3 separate regions of the Sus scrofa genome follow, and all the other regions are linked to region 3. Evidence: chromatin contacts called from public Hi-C and HiChIP or PLAC-seq data. All regions are on one chromosome and are shown on one strand. The core of a region is the stretch at or near the end of the contact, and the rest is flanking DNA. Distances in the headings are between cores, read along the strand shown.

Region 1 (4,198 bases), core at 1,494-3,993, 71 kb after region 3:
CAATTGAGGTGGTGGGGGCAGAGCTGCGCCCACAACACAACACAATACCTGGCCTATCAGTCCTCCTGGAAAGGTGGTGACTCTTAGCTCATCTAACCTTGGTTTCCAGACGAGGAGACCAGGCCCAAAGAAGTGAGTGAGCATTCCTAGCTCATTGGGTCTTCTTTCAGTTTATCCTTTCCAACCAGACCATGCCATGCGTCCTCTCAGGCTGGTCTGACAGAGATTTCTCTCAGGTTGCTTCATGGTGATCAAGGAAGGGAAGAAAATTTTCATGGAGCATTTAAACAGCTCAGAGGATGAAAAGATCCGTGCAAGTAAGGCACTGAAAAATGATACCTGCAAATGACTCTGCAGAGGGAGGGGAAGTGGTAAAGCAGAAGAGGGGCAGGATTTCATGTGCCAGTGACAACTCTGCCTCTCTCCGGAGCAAGAGGGCCTGAAGAATGACCGTGCTTCCAGCCCAGCTCCCTGTTTTCGGGAACAGCAGCCATTTCTCAGAAACCTCATTGGCAAAGGCCGCCCTTCCAAAGAGCATGAGAGCTTCAGTTAGGACAAATGATTTAAGCTCATTTTTGCAGGGAAAGAAATGGATTTAAAAAGAAGCAACCAAGAGTATTAAAGAGGCAGCTGAAAAGGCAGCCAAAAATCTGGCTTAGAACTATACAACAAAACACATTAAAAAAACAAAACAAAACAAAAGAAAAACCAAACCCTGGCTCAGGCATTAGAAGCCCTGGCTTTCTAGGCTGTGGACAGCTGTCTGCTCAACAATCATCCAGCCTGGCAGAAGCAGCTATTATTCTGTGTATATTCAGATCCCCATAGCATTTATCCAGTGTCTGTTGTGTGCCAGGCACCAAGAAAAAGCTGCTTTTTCTAAACTTTATTTATTGCCAACAAGTCTGAGAAGGTGGCGTCAGCGGTCTCTCTTTCAGATGAGGAAACAGGGGCAGCGTAAATGGTTGGCTGGGATTCGCTGTACGTCCCCTGAACTCCAGGCACAGTGCTATCTTCACTGGACCCAAGCTGCCTTGTCCTTAGGCTCAAGAAAATGCTGCATGAGTTCAAGGTCAAGAGGGTACAGGCTCTTCTTAACAACACATGCTTGGACCTTCTATCCCACGGCTTCTAGTGACCACAAAAGAGGGCTTCCAAGTCAGACCCAGAATTCAGCGTCCTTTTACTAGCCAGGATCCCCTTTAAAAATGCCACAACAGGGGATACAAACTTTTAACACGCTTTATTAATTTAGGGGCCAAACAAGGCAGCATTTGGACCGGTAAGAAAGGCACCTCATTGAAAATAATACATCACAGTGCTGTCGAGTGATCCCAGTCACAGGATTTGAGGATGGAAAGGACGATCTTTGGATAATGTTGCTTAGGACACTTGTTCATTTATTAAAAGGAGTCCCTTCACACATCATGGATGGAGGAAGGCAAGAGTGTAGGATCGTGGCACATGCTGGGTGGTGGCAGAGAGATTACCCGCCAGAGCAGGTGGGCAGGTGAGTCAGGAAGGGAGTGAGACTAGCCTGCCCCTCCTGCCCCATGACCCCAGTAAACCTGATTTGCTGAGCCACCGGCCCCAGGAAAACACCCGTATCTTTTTCAAATGCGGAGATGATTTCTTGGTCTCACAGTGTGGGGAACCAGGGTGAGCAGTCGGCTCCTGCCCTGTTCCAAGCTACAGGACAGACAGGACAGCAGTGTGATGGCCTGCATTCCTGGGCTGGCATGAGGTCTGATAAAAGTGAGGTCTTAGGACACTGGCTTTAAAAAAACATTGTCACCAGTCCAGAGTACATGAAAACATGATTCCTTAGAAATAATACTGCAACTCCCTGTTTCTACTTACACCTTCCAATCCATGTTTTAAAAAATTAATTTTTCCCTTTGTTTCTAATTTTTAAGATTCCTACTCTATGTAAAAGAAATCGCTTCACTACCACCTGGGGCTCTTCCCATCCTCCTCTTGAGCCCTCAGCACTCCTCCCTCTCCACCCTTACCCTGCGCACCCCTCCCTTCTGCCCAGCACCTAAGAGCAGGAATCACGCCGCGGGGTGATGAGCAGTGGTGCAGTCTCGCCTGGCCTTCTGTTACTAGGCTGAAATAGAGAGGAAACAAGAGAGAACAAAATGGGTTTTTAAAAACCAAGTAAATATTAGAGAAGGCTGGCATGCATGCCCCAGCAACCAAATGCATTAAACACTGGACATCTCTCTGCCAGGTGAAAGCTCTCATGCCTGCTCAGGTTAAGGCTCTGGAATTAAACGAAGCAAAAACGGAATACTAACTACCTCCAAAAGGGCATATGCATCCCCCACGATCTTCCAGTTCTCACCGGCAGTCCAAATACCACACGCGGGTGTGTGCACATGTGAATGTATATGGATGGATGACAAATATTTGAGCAAGGATCATGCACACTCAATTAGCAAACATGTGAGGACCTCATCTTTGAGGCTAAGTGCCTGCAACTGTCCCCAGTCGAAGTGGAATAGATTTCAGGATTCATGAGGCTTCCTTTATCCAGAGAGAGAGAACCCAGCTCCCTACAATGCTGACAGTTTTGGTTTTACTCTTTTTCCTTGTCCATTCCCAGAAGTCATGTGCTTCCCAGAAACATTCCACGCCAGATTGAGTTTCCGTTAAGAATGGGTGGAGTTAGTTTACAGCCAGGAAAACAAAGCAGAGCAGAGCCAGCAGACACTCACTTGAAGCAGACAAAGAGGGACGCAAGATGGCCACATACCCACAGCCAGCTTCCAGGTGGACAGAGGACAAGCCCTCTGGTGGTCCCACAGACAGCAGGAGAGCCAGGTCAGATGGGGACTGGGCACTTTAGAGTCCACTGCACTGAGTCAACAGAATACACTGGGCAGGTGGCATTATTTACTGGACCTGCCACTGATTTTCTAATGGTTTTTCCAGAAGCTGCTATTTTCTGCGGTCGCTCACAGCAGTCTATTAACTCATCTGTTTGCCATAAATCAAACCACAAGACCAAAAGGCACAGCATGGAGCCCCAGGAAATGCTTAATAGTTGGGAGCTGAGGTTAGGAATAAAGCCAGGTTACCACCATAGGTGATCTTATTTTGGGGGGATCCTTTCTTGGAGAGGCTGTAGCCATCACCATTATGAGGTAAGGGATGAATTACGGATCTGGAAGGGAGACAGTTGAGTTCTTTTTTTTTTTTTTTTTTTTTTTTTTTGTCTTTTTAGGGCTACACCCGCAGCATATGGAAGTTCCCAGGCTAGGGGTCTAATTAGAGCCTCAGCTGCCGTCCACAGGCACGTGGGATCTGGGCCGCATCTGTGACCTATACCCCAACTCACAACAATGCTGGATCCTCAACCCACACTGAGCGAGGCCAGGGATCGAACCCACGTCCTCATGGATACTAGTCGAGTTCATTTCTGCTGAACCACAACAGAAATTCCATGGAAGGAAGAGGGTTGAGTTTTAAAGGAAAACATCTGATTTGGGTTTCACATCCTGCAGGGAGGCTGAGTTTGAATAAATTCTTATTGAAATGATGCAAAAACAGATCACCCTCTAATCACTACTTTGTTCATACTTGGAAATAGAGGCAAACATTAAAAATAAAAACAAGCCTACCCTGGTCTCTCTTTAGGAAAATGGACTGGCTGCTCTCAGATGCCCAGTCTGGAGGTTCAGAAGACAGTCTGAATTCAAAAGGACCTTTCGCCTGGTTTAATTCTTTGGCAAAAATTCAGTATTCAAACACAGGTCCCAAATCATTCTTACTTTACAGAACCATGAGGCAGATCATAAAAATACTCCAACTTGACCTGGCTCTTTCTATGGTGACACCCTCTCTCAGTAATTTCTGGAATCTGTAATGTGCCTTTTCCCTTCTGTTTAGGGAAAAAAATTAATGATCCCTTTCCACACACTCAGAGTTGGCATTTCATTATGAGTGAGAAAACAAGTGGAATTTCTGGCCAACAGTTTGCCATCAGGAACTATGGTCCTGCCTGACTTCACGTGACTTTGGACTTCTAATTAGCCTTTGGAGATGGAATAAATACCAGGAAATTAGAATGCCTGGTAGATACCTGAGTTAGTTTATTTTGGTCAAAAAATAAAATCAAGAGCATGGCTGCAGAAGTAAACAGCTGGTAAAGCAACCTCGCCCATAACTTAGAAAGTAGGAGGTGGACACATAC
Region 2 (3,990 bases), core at 1,309-3,808, 90 kb after region 3:
GGTACACAGGGGCTCATTATATCAAACTGCCTTTTGTTTATTCAAACTCTTTATAATGAAAAGTTGGAGTGTGTCTGGAGGCTAACTGCTGCTGCAGCATGCCACTTTGCAACCTCTGACTTATGAACACTGCTTTTTTTTTAGTATCTTCTTTTTATTTATTTATTTTTTTGCATTTTAGGGTTGTACCCTCGGCATATGGAAGTTCCCAGGCTAGGCGTCGAACTGGAGCTCCAGCCACAGCAACGCAGGATCTGAACCACATCTTCGACCTACACTACAGCTCGCAGCAACACCAGATACTTAATCTACTGAGTGAGGCCAGGATATGAACCCCAATCCTCATGGATACTAGTCAGTTTTGTTACCACTGAGCCACAACAGGAACTCCCAAAAACATTACTTTTTAAACTCCATAAAATTACCACCAGTATTTCTACTATGGAAAGAAAGGTGTACAGAGGTTAAGTGACTTGTGTAAATCCTTCCTCAAGTCCTAGCTCTAATCACATTCTCCTCTACTTCCACAAAGACTTCTCTGACCAACTCCCATAATATATACATGTTTATAAATCAGCTCAAAGGTATAATTTTCTTCAAACCCTTCTGAATATATCACCCTTCACACTGACATACAGCCGAATTAGAAAGTGGGGAGATGTGTTAGTAAGATGAGGGAGCCAATAATCAGTGAATACCTACTATGTGTCAAGTCATCTAGGTGTGCTTTACACACGTATATAATTTTCCAATATCCTTGTGATCTTTTGGTCTAGGGGGCAAGGACTTTATCAGTCTTATTCACTGCTTTATCTCCAATGTTCAGTGCTCATGAAACGTTGAATGAGTAAGGTAAGTATTATCCCCATATTTCAGGTGAGAGCAGTGAGGCTCACAAATTGCAAAGCTTGCTAAACGACAAAGCCCTTGTCTCAGCACTGGGATGGGCTGTCCATTTCACAACTACTGAAATTATTAACTTCAATATGAACAATCGATGCATTTAAACTACCTTGTTTATCTCGGTTACTCAGAGCAAAAGTTTATAGAGTTTGGGATTAAACATTCCTAGACTGCAGGTTACCTAATAACTGAAGGTGGCAGCAGCAGGAAAGAGGAGCCTTCAATGTTACCAAGGATAAGAGATTAGGTAACAGCGAGCCCCAGGTTCTGGCTATAGAGAGAAAAGGGCAAGTGGTATTTCTTGACCTAGTGGCCAGAACCAAAAAGCAAATCACAGGAAAGAATTCAATCTCCCAGACTTCTCTTCTCCTCATCACCCACATGAATCTGTCTTCATCCATTTCTCATAACCTCATCATGTACCAAGTAATATGCTGGGTGTCACAAGAGTCCCAAGAGTAAGACACATGCCAAGATTCTACCATTTTTGCAAGTGCTAGGAAGCGAAGATGGGGCACAGAGCAGAGCCCAGAACCCCATTCCCTTAGGAACTCAGACTTCCAGGATTCCTTCTTTAGAACCTAAGCAAAAGAAGAACCTGTTCTTCAGAAGGGCAAGCAAAAACCTGAGGCCTCAGGGGCAACGCCAGACCCCAGGCAGGAAGAGGATACTGATGATAATTCAACCTATGGGCTTTCAAATCCTACACAAGATCATAAATCCCAACCTTGATCCACGCGCCCACTAGGTCCCAGATGCCAAGTGAGGCCCCACAGTCAGCAGAAGGTAACTTCAGACTCCGTAATCGCCCAGAGCCCTGAGGTTCCAGGCTCCATGAAATCAATTTTGCTAACCTGGGAAAACCACCTGACCCCTTCCGGCCTGTTTTCTTATCTGTATATTAAGATTCCCCCACTTGACTGGCTAGGCAGGACATACCTCACGTCTTTTAGCAATACTCCTAATCAGGCCAGCTCCCGCTTTTCCCCACCTGCAGGAGATGTTCTTCCACCTTCAGGCATTAATCATTACAGAAACGGACCCCTACACGGATGCCTGGAACGTAACCCTGGACAATTCACTCCCAATTCTCATGGAGTCTGGGGTCTCAGCCTCCTCTCGGGTTGTAATCGACATGCCTCAGCCCAGGTGGTTCACCCTACCCTTCAAATCTCAGCTTCTAATCCCTTCAGGACTCTGATCAGTCTTTAAAGCTCCTAACACGACATCTTAAGCCTGGATCCTTCAAGAACTTTAACTCAAACTTCTCCAACCTCCACTTTGGACCTTCCCCCAAACACCTACCGAAACCCCAGACGCCAGTCACGGCTCCCTCATCCCCACCCCAGGCACCCCAGGCCTCAGCCTGCGCGCGGCTCGGCTCTGGGGCGACCAGGACCTCCGGCCGCCCTGACCTTGGAGTTCCACGGGATCCGCCGACAAGTCCAGCCCTGCAGCTCACCTGAGTACCTTTGCCGGCCCCGGGCGGCCCCAGCAGCACGGCCCGGATGCCTTTAGGACCCTCTTGGGCCGGTTCGGAGGCGGTCACGTTGGGAGCCATGGCCGCCGAAGTCTCTCACTGCTTAACCCTCCAGCACACCTCTCAGCTCCACGGTTTCCAGGCCAGCGCGCCACGCACGCCACGCATGCCCCTTTCGCCCCTTACACTGGTCCGTAGCCACGTCTGTCACTCTGCTCCGCCCACCCCTGAGCGCGACAGACACTTCAGTTTACCGGCCAAGCAACGATACCGGGGAAGGCTGCTTTTGATTGGACAGAATCCGTGAGGGAGTAAGGAAGGGGCGGGCCATCATGGACGGGGGTGGGGCTCGCGGCGGGTGTGCGGAGTGGGCGGGAAAACGTGAAGCTAGGCTAGAGGTCCAGTTGGGAGTTCTAGGCGGGCTTTTGACAGTTAGTGATACCGGCAACTCCAGGAGTCCTTTAAAATTGCCCGCGGGATTATAAATGGGTGGAATCAGTCCTAGGAAACAAATTGGCAAATATGTATCAAATACCCTTTGGCCTAGCAGTTCCACTTTCGGGAATTTAAAGGACATAATCTAGGATATATGCAAAGATTTGTGTAACAAGGATATTAATTGTAGCACTTATAACATCCCCAAAGCCCAAAACAAAACAAAAACAAAAGGCACTATCCCAAACGTTCAACAATAAGAGCTTGGTTAAATAAATTGCAACAAATTTGTATACTGGAATCCCCCCCTTGTATAAGATATTTAATCACCTGGGAAAACGTTCACCAAACATTGGGATACAAAATTGCAGTTATGGAGTTCCCGTCGTGGCGCAGTGGTTAACGAATCCGACTAGGAACCATGAGGTTGAGGGTTCGATCCCTGCCCTTGCTCAGTGGGTTAACGATCCGGCGTTGCCGTGAGCTGTGGTGTAGGTTGCAGACGCGGCTCGGATCCCGCGTTGCTGTGGCTCTGGCATAGGCTGGCAGCTACAGCTCTGATTGGACCCCTAGCCTGGGAACCTCCGTGTGCCGCGGGAGCGGCCCAAGACATTTCAAAAAAAAAAAAAAAAAAAAAAAAAAAAAAAAAAAAAAGACAAAATTGCAGTTACAATAAAATCCTACTTTTTTTTTTTTTTTTTGGCTTTTCAGCACTGCACCCACGGCATATGGAGGTTCCCAGGCTAGGGGTCTAATCAGAGCTGTACCCACTGGCCTACACCACAGCCACAGGAACGCGGGATCGGAGCCCCGTCTGCAGACTACACCACAGCTCACAGCAAAACCGGATCCTCAACCCACTGAGAGAGACCAGGGATCGAACCCACAACCTCATGGTTCATAGTCGGATTTGTTTCTGCTGGACCACGAGGAGAACTCCCACAAAATCCCACTTTTGACAGTTACAAGTGATGATCTCTGTGTAGTGTGATTACAAGAGCACCTCCCCTTCTTTGTGCATTTTTATATTTTCAAAAAGTTCTGTGATGAATTCTATAATAAACAGATCAAGCTTTTAAAGTCGGGAAATGGTAATTTCTTCCAAAAGAGAGAAACTCTTGGACAACGTTTTAGTGTATGAAAGTTACATCCACACCCCCTATGAAGCAACT
Region 3 (3,882 bases), core at 800-3,299:
GCTTTGGTGTTTGCAGGGGGGATCCTCTTCATTGTTGCCACCACTACTACCACCTTCTTCTTCATTCTCCACCATCTGAGCATGAACATGGAGTGAGTCCTCCGTGCTGCTTCCACTCACCAGCTGGTAGTGGCTTGGTTTGGCTTCAATGTCCACTTGGATTTCCATATTGTTGCATTCTCTGTGGAGACAAAATCCACTTTGCTGAATCATGCATGGGTCATGCTATACCTGTTGGTAAAAGCAGTTTGTGGGTTCAAGATTAGAAAGTCCAAAAACATAGGTAAATAGTAGACTAGAGCTCACTTTTAAAAATAAAATTACCCTAACACTCAAATAAGATGGAGAAGAACAACTAGATTTTTTTTGTTGATTTTAAATATGCACACAAATATACACCTCTGCCTATTAAAAAAGCAACTAAAAACGAGCTTCTAAAATTCAACTAAGGGTCAGAGTCTTACACTATCTTATACTCAAAATATGAAAGTGAAGGAAAAGTCGTAACTTTTTATTTCTTTGCCACAATTAGAAAAAACCAGGATCTCTCTAGTAGGGAGTGCTATGATCACACCATGCCAGATACACGAGCTTCTCAAAAATACAGAGAAATAGGCTATAGGAGCCACATCAAGCAAAGAATATGAGAGCAGAAACCACAGACGCGCAGACATCAGTGAATACCAATCTAGCTCTTTAAGTTCCATGTGAATAATTACACTGTTATAATAGCCAAGAAAAGAAAAAAAAATGTAAAAGAAAAGGAAGAATAAAAGAAAGAACCTCTAAAAATCAAGTGCTAAGAAACAATCAAGAGATGCCAAACACTCCCATACCAAGAACTTGCTCAATGAATTCACAGGGTATACACACTATGTATCCCACTAGATGGTACAACAGCCCTAACAAGAAGCAGTGAGCTTCTGAAGGCTGAAACCCAACCACAAAAAATGCAACCTCTCCTAGGCATCTGACTGTTCACATACCTGTCCTGTGGGTTGTAGGAACTGATTATGGAACCGGCCATAGCACGAGTGCTTGCGTTGTCACTAATTGCACCAAGACTGGCTGTGTCTTTGGGGAAAATTTCCTTTTGGACATCGGCTTGGACTTCTAACCTGTGTAAAGAGGGGACGTTTAAGTTAATATGAGACAGTCTGCTTCCTGGCACATACCTCTTCCATTATTCTCTTGGAAACTGAGTTGATCTGATCTTTTCCAAATGTCAAATCACTCAAATAGACACCCACACATCTTCTTTCTTAAATTTATCCATCTCAATCGTCCCCTCATTTCTATTCCCACTGCTACTGCTTAACTTCAGGCCCGCAACTGCTCCTGCCTGGGTAACCGCAATTGGGCTCTCTTTCCAGTAGCCCTTAGTCCAAGTAAAACAACTTTCAGATCAGTGCCAATGTCGACAAAGACCTGATCACTCTAACAGCTCTCTCGGCTCCCTCTTGCCAACAGGCATTTAAGGTCTGCCTGATCTGCCTCCAAGCTCTCTCTCTAACCACAGGTCCTAAATCATAATTGCACTGAATTTTTTCTTTCCTTGTACACCTATACACATTTTATACCTCCATGACTCTGCACATGCTAGTCCCTCTCTCTCCAAGTTCCCTTTCTCTACATGACAAACTCTGAATATTCAGTCCTTGACAATAAAGGAAGTATCATCTCCTCTCTCTTCCAGGAAATCAGTCACATCCTGCTAAGTGCTCTCATAGCACCTACCTATTTATTAAATCAATTTACGCACATCTCTCCTGCTCATCTGTGAGCTCCAAAAAGTGAGAGACCACATCTCATCCACACTTTGCCCTCCATGTCTTGAGAACTTTAACATTTAGCCATCAAATTATCCCTAGGCTATGAGCTTAAAGGCCATACAAGAGTCAGCTTCCTACAAGGGCAGTAAACTTCAACAGTGTCTTGGAGAACTCTGAGCTTTTCCCTTCTTGGCTCTAACACCATTTGGTTGTACACTTAAGTATTTCCTCATAATGGGTTTCACAGTCAAATTCATCTGACTCATTCACTTCCTATAAAAGGCTTTCACAGAACTGGAACAGCTGGACTGGCTAAGCTGCAGTTTCAGCAAGTCACTCTCATTATGTCTGTCTGCTTATTTACAGGGGTGTTGGTTTTAAGAAAGCACAGCAGTGAATTCTCTAGCATGTGGGGGCGGGATCCCCTAACAAGAGACAACCAGAGTCATGAGACGGAGGCAGGTCAGCAGCAGTCTGCAGCTGCACATTCAGTCAACCTCCGTCCTGCTGCCTGAGTCTTTGCTCTGTTGCTCTAGTCTTAAAGGCTCTTCAAGAATGTGCCATGGCCCAGGAAAATGGAGCAGTGCAAATTAAAGTGCACTGAGTCAGAGACCTGGGTCCTAGTGTCAGCTCTGCCACAGAAACACTCTCAGAATTGGAAGAGACTTTTCACAAAGACCATCTCCTTAGGTGGTTCCCAGATGCCAGTCTGTGCAATGGCTATGCTAGAATCACCTGGGGAGCCTTTTCAAGACATAGACCCCTAGGTCCCACTCTAGGAGCTTCTACTTTATTAATTCTGAGATACGGCAAGGAAATCCATTTTTAAAAGGCTCCCAAGTGACTGACAGGCACTCAGGTGTGGGATCCAGTGCATGTGCCATCTGTTGCTTGATTCCTTCTAACTCATATTAAACATTTCCAGGGGGCAGTTCTTGTCGTGGCTCAGTAAATAACAAATCCAATTAGTATCCATGAGGATGCAGGCTCAATCCCTGGCCTTGCTCAGTGGGTTAAGGATTCAGCGTTGCTGTGAGCTGTGGTGTAGGTTGCAGATGCGGCTCAGATCTGGCATTGCTGTGGCTGTGGCATAGGCTGGTAGCTACAACTCTGACTAGACCCCTAGCCTGGGAACCTCCATATGCCACGGGTGTGGCCCTAAAAAGACAAAACAAAACAAAACAAAAACCAGCATTTCCAGGAATATGCAGCTCAGCATCTACTAAGGTAATCCATTCTTTCTTTGGACTTTTATATAGATTTTTCCTATACTCTCTATAATGAAACAAAATTAGTTTCCCTCCAGCTTCTGCCAGATCATCTTAATCTATCACTTGGCAAGAGGAAGAACTGTTAATCCTTTTTTCCAGTTCTAGGCCCTTCAGATATCTGAAAGCAAGTGTCTCCCCTACCTCCCTACCTTGTTTTTTTTTTTTTTTTTTGTCTTTTTTTGCCTTTTCTAGGGCCACTCCCTCGGCATACGGAGGTTCCAAGGCTAGGGGTCCAATCGAAGCTGTAGCCACTGGAATATGCCAGAGCCACAGCAACGTGGGATCCGAGCCGCGTCTGCAACCTACACCACAGCTCACGGCAACATCGGATCCTTAACCCACGGAGCAAGGTCAGGGATCGAACCTGCAACCTCATCGTTCCTAGTCAGATTCGTTTCCGCTGCACCCCAATGGGAACGCCTCCCTATGTTGTTGTGTACCACCTGTACTTCTATCTAGGCCTCTCTTCTCCAGTGCATTCAAATAATTGCTTCTCATATAACATCTATTATGCTCCTCTTAATATGTTCTGCTTTATCTAACTGGTGAAAAAACCAAGCAAGTCACAACCTTTTTAGTTATAAAACTTTACATATTTTCAACACAAGTTCATAGAATTGATTCTCCTTATCTACCAATGGGAATCAGAATAGGAAGGATAACAGCACCAATAAGCCAACAAGATACAGCACAAATGCTGTAGAATTGAAAGCCAGTGACAAACCTAATGGAGGGCATAGCCTTGGGAATGCTACCAAAATGCGTGCTTCCCTTCCTGATGGAGGCAGCCTAGTGCATAGAGGGAGGATCTGAAGTCAAAATTATTCTTTATATGGAGC

The links. A called contact is a pair of places that touch in the nucleus more often than the background predicts. HiChIP or PLAC-seq counts read pairs in DNA pulled down with a chosen protein or histone mark.
Region 1: a contact with region 3 is called in an H3K27ac HiChIP or PLAC-seq map of skeletal muscle. The contact joins two enhancer-like sites. A contact is called at or near these places in 8 of 47 Hi-C or Micro-C datasets (alveolar macrophages, blood, embryonic fibroblasts and 4 more) and 2 of 2 datasets of contacts at active chromatin or transcription factors (alveolar macrophages and skeletal muscle).
Region 2: a Hi-C map of liver shows a contact between it and region 3, with 2.3 times the contacts expected there. The contact joins the promoter of AK2 here to the enhancer-like site in region 3. A contact is called at or near these places in 1 of 5 promoter capture datasets (liver), 26 of 47 Hi-C or Micro-C datasets (adipose tissue, alveolar macrophages, blood and 13 more) and 2 of 2 datasets of contacts at active chromatin or transcription factors (alveolar macrophages and skeletal muscle).

The regions. Positions count from the first base shown.
Region 1 is chr6:89,296,133-89,300,330 of Sscrofa11.1, forward strand. AK2 (adenylate kinase 2, mitochondrial) reads right to left here. Exons shown (of 7, transcript XM_021095843.1): 7 at 1-2,110. The coding sequence ends at 2,106. Among named protein-coding and RNA genes, the nearest start is that of AK2, 20 kb to the right of the region's middle. Within about 2 kb of position 2,744, at least 21 of the 83 cell types and tissues checked have an H3K27ac peak or open chromatin away from gene starts, as enhancers often do. A contact at or near this core is called in skeletal muscle and subcutaneous adipose tissue, where this site is marked.
Region 2 is chr6:89,315,508-89,319,497 of Sscrofa11.1, forward strand. AK2 (adenylate kinase 2, mitochondrial) reads right to left here and starts at 2,559. Exons shown (of 7, transcript XM_021095843.1): 1 at 2,366-2,559. The coding sequence starts at 2,464.
Region 3 is chr6:89,226,317-89,230,198 of Sscrofa11.1, forward strand. It overlaps RNF19B (E3 ubiquitin-protein ligase RNF19B), which reads right to left. Exons shown (of 10, transcript XM_005665197.3): 8 at 987-1,118; 9 at 1-181. Among named protein-coding and RNA genes, the nearest start is that of RNF19B, 22 kb to the right of the region's middle. Within about 2 kb of position 2,050, at least 28 of the 83 cell types and tissues checked have an H3K27ac peak or open chromatin away from gene starts, as enhancers often do. A contact at or near this core is called in adipose tissue, alveolar macrophages, liver and 6 more, where this site is marked.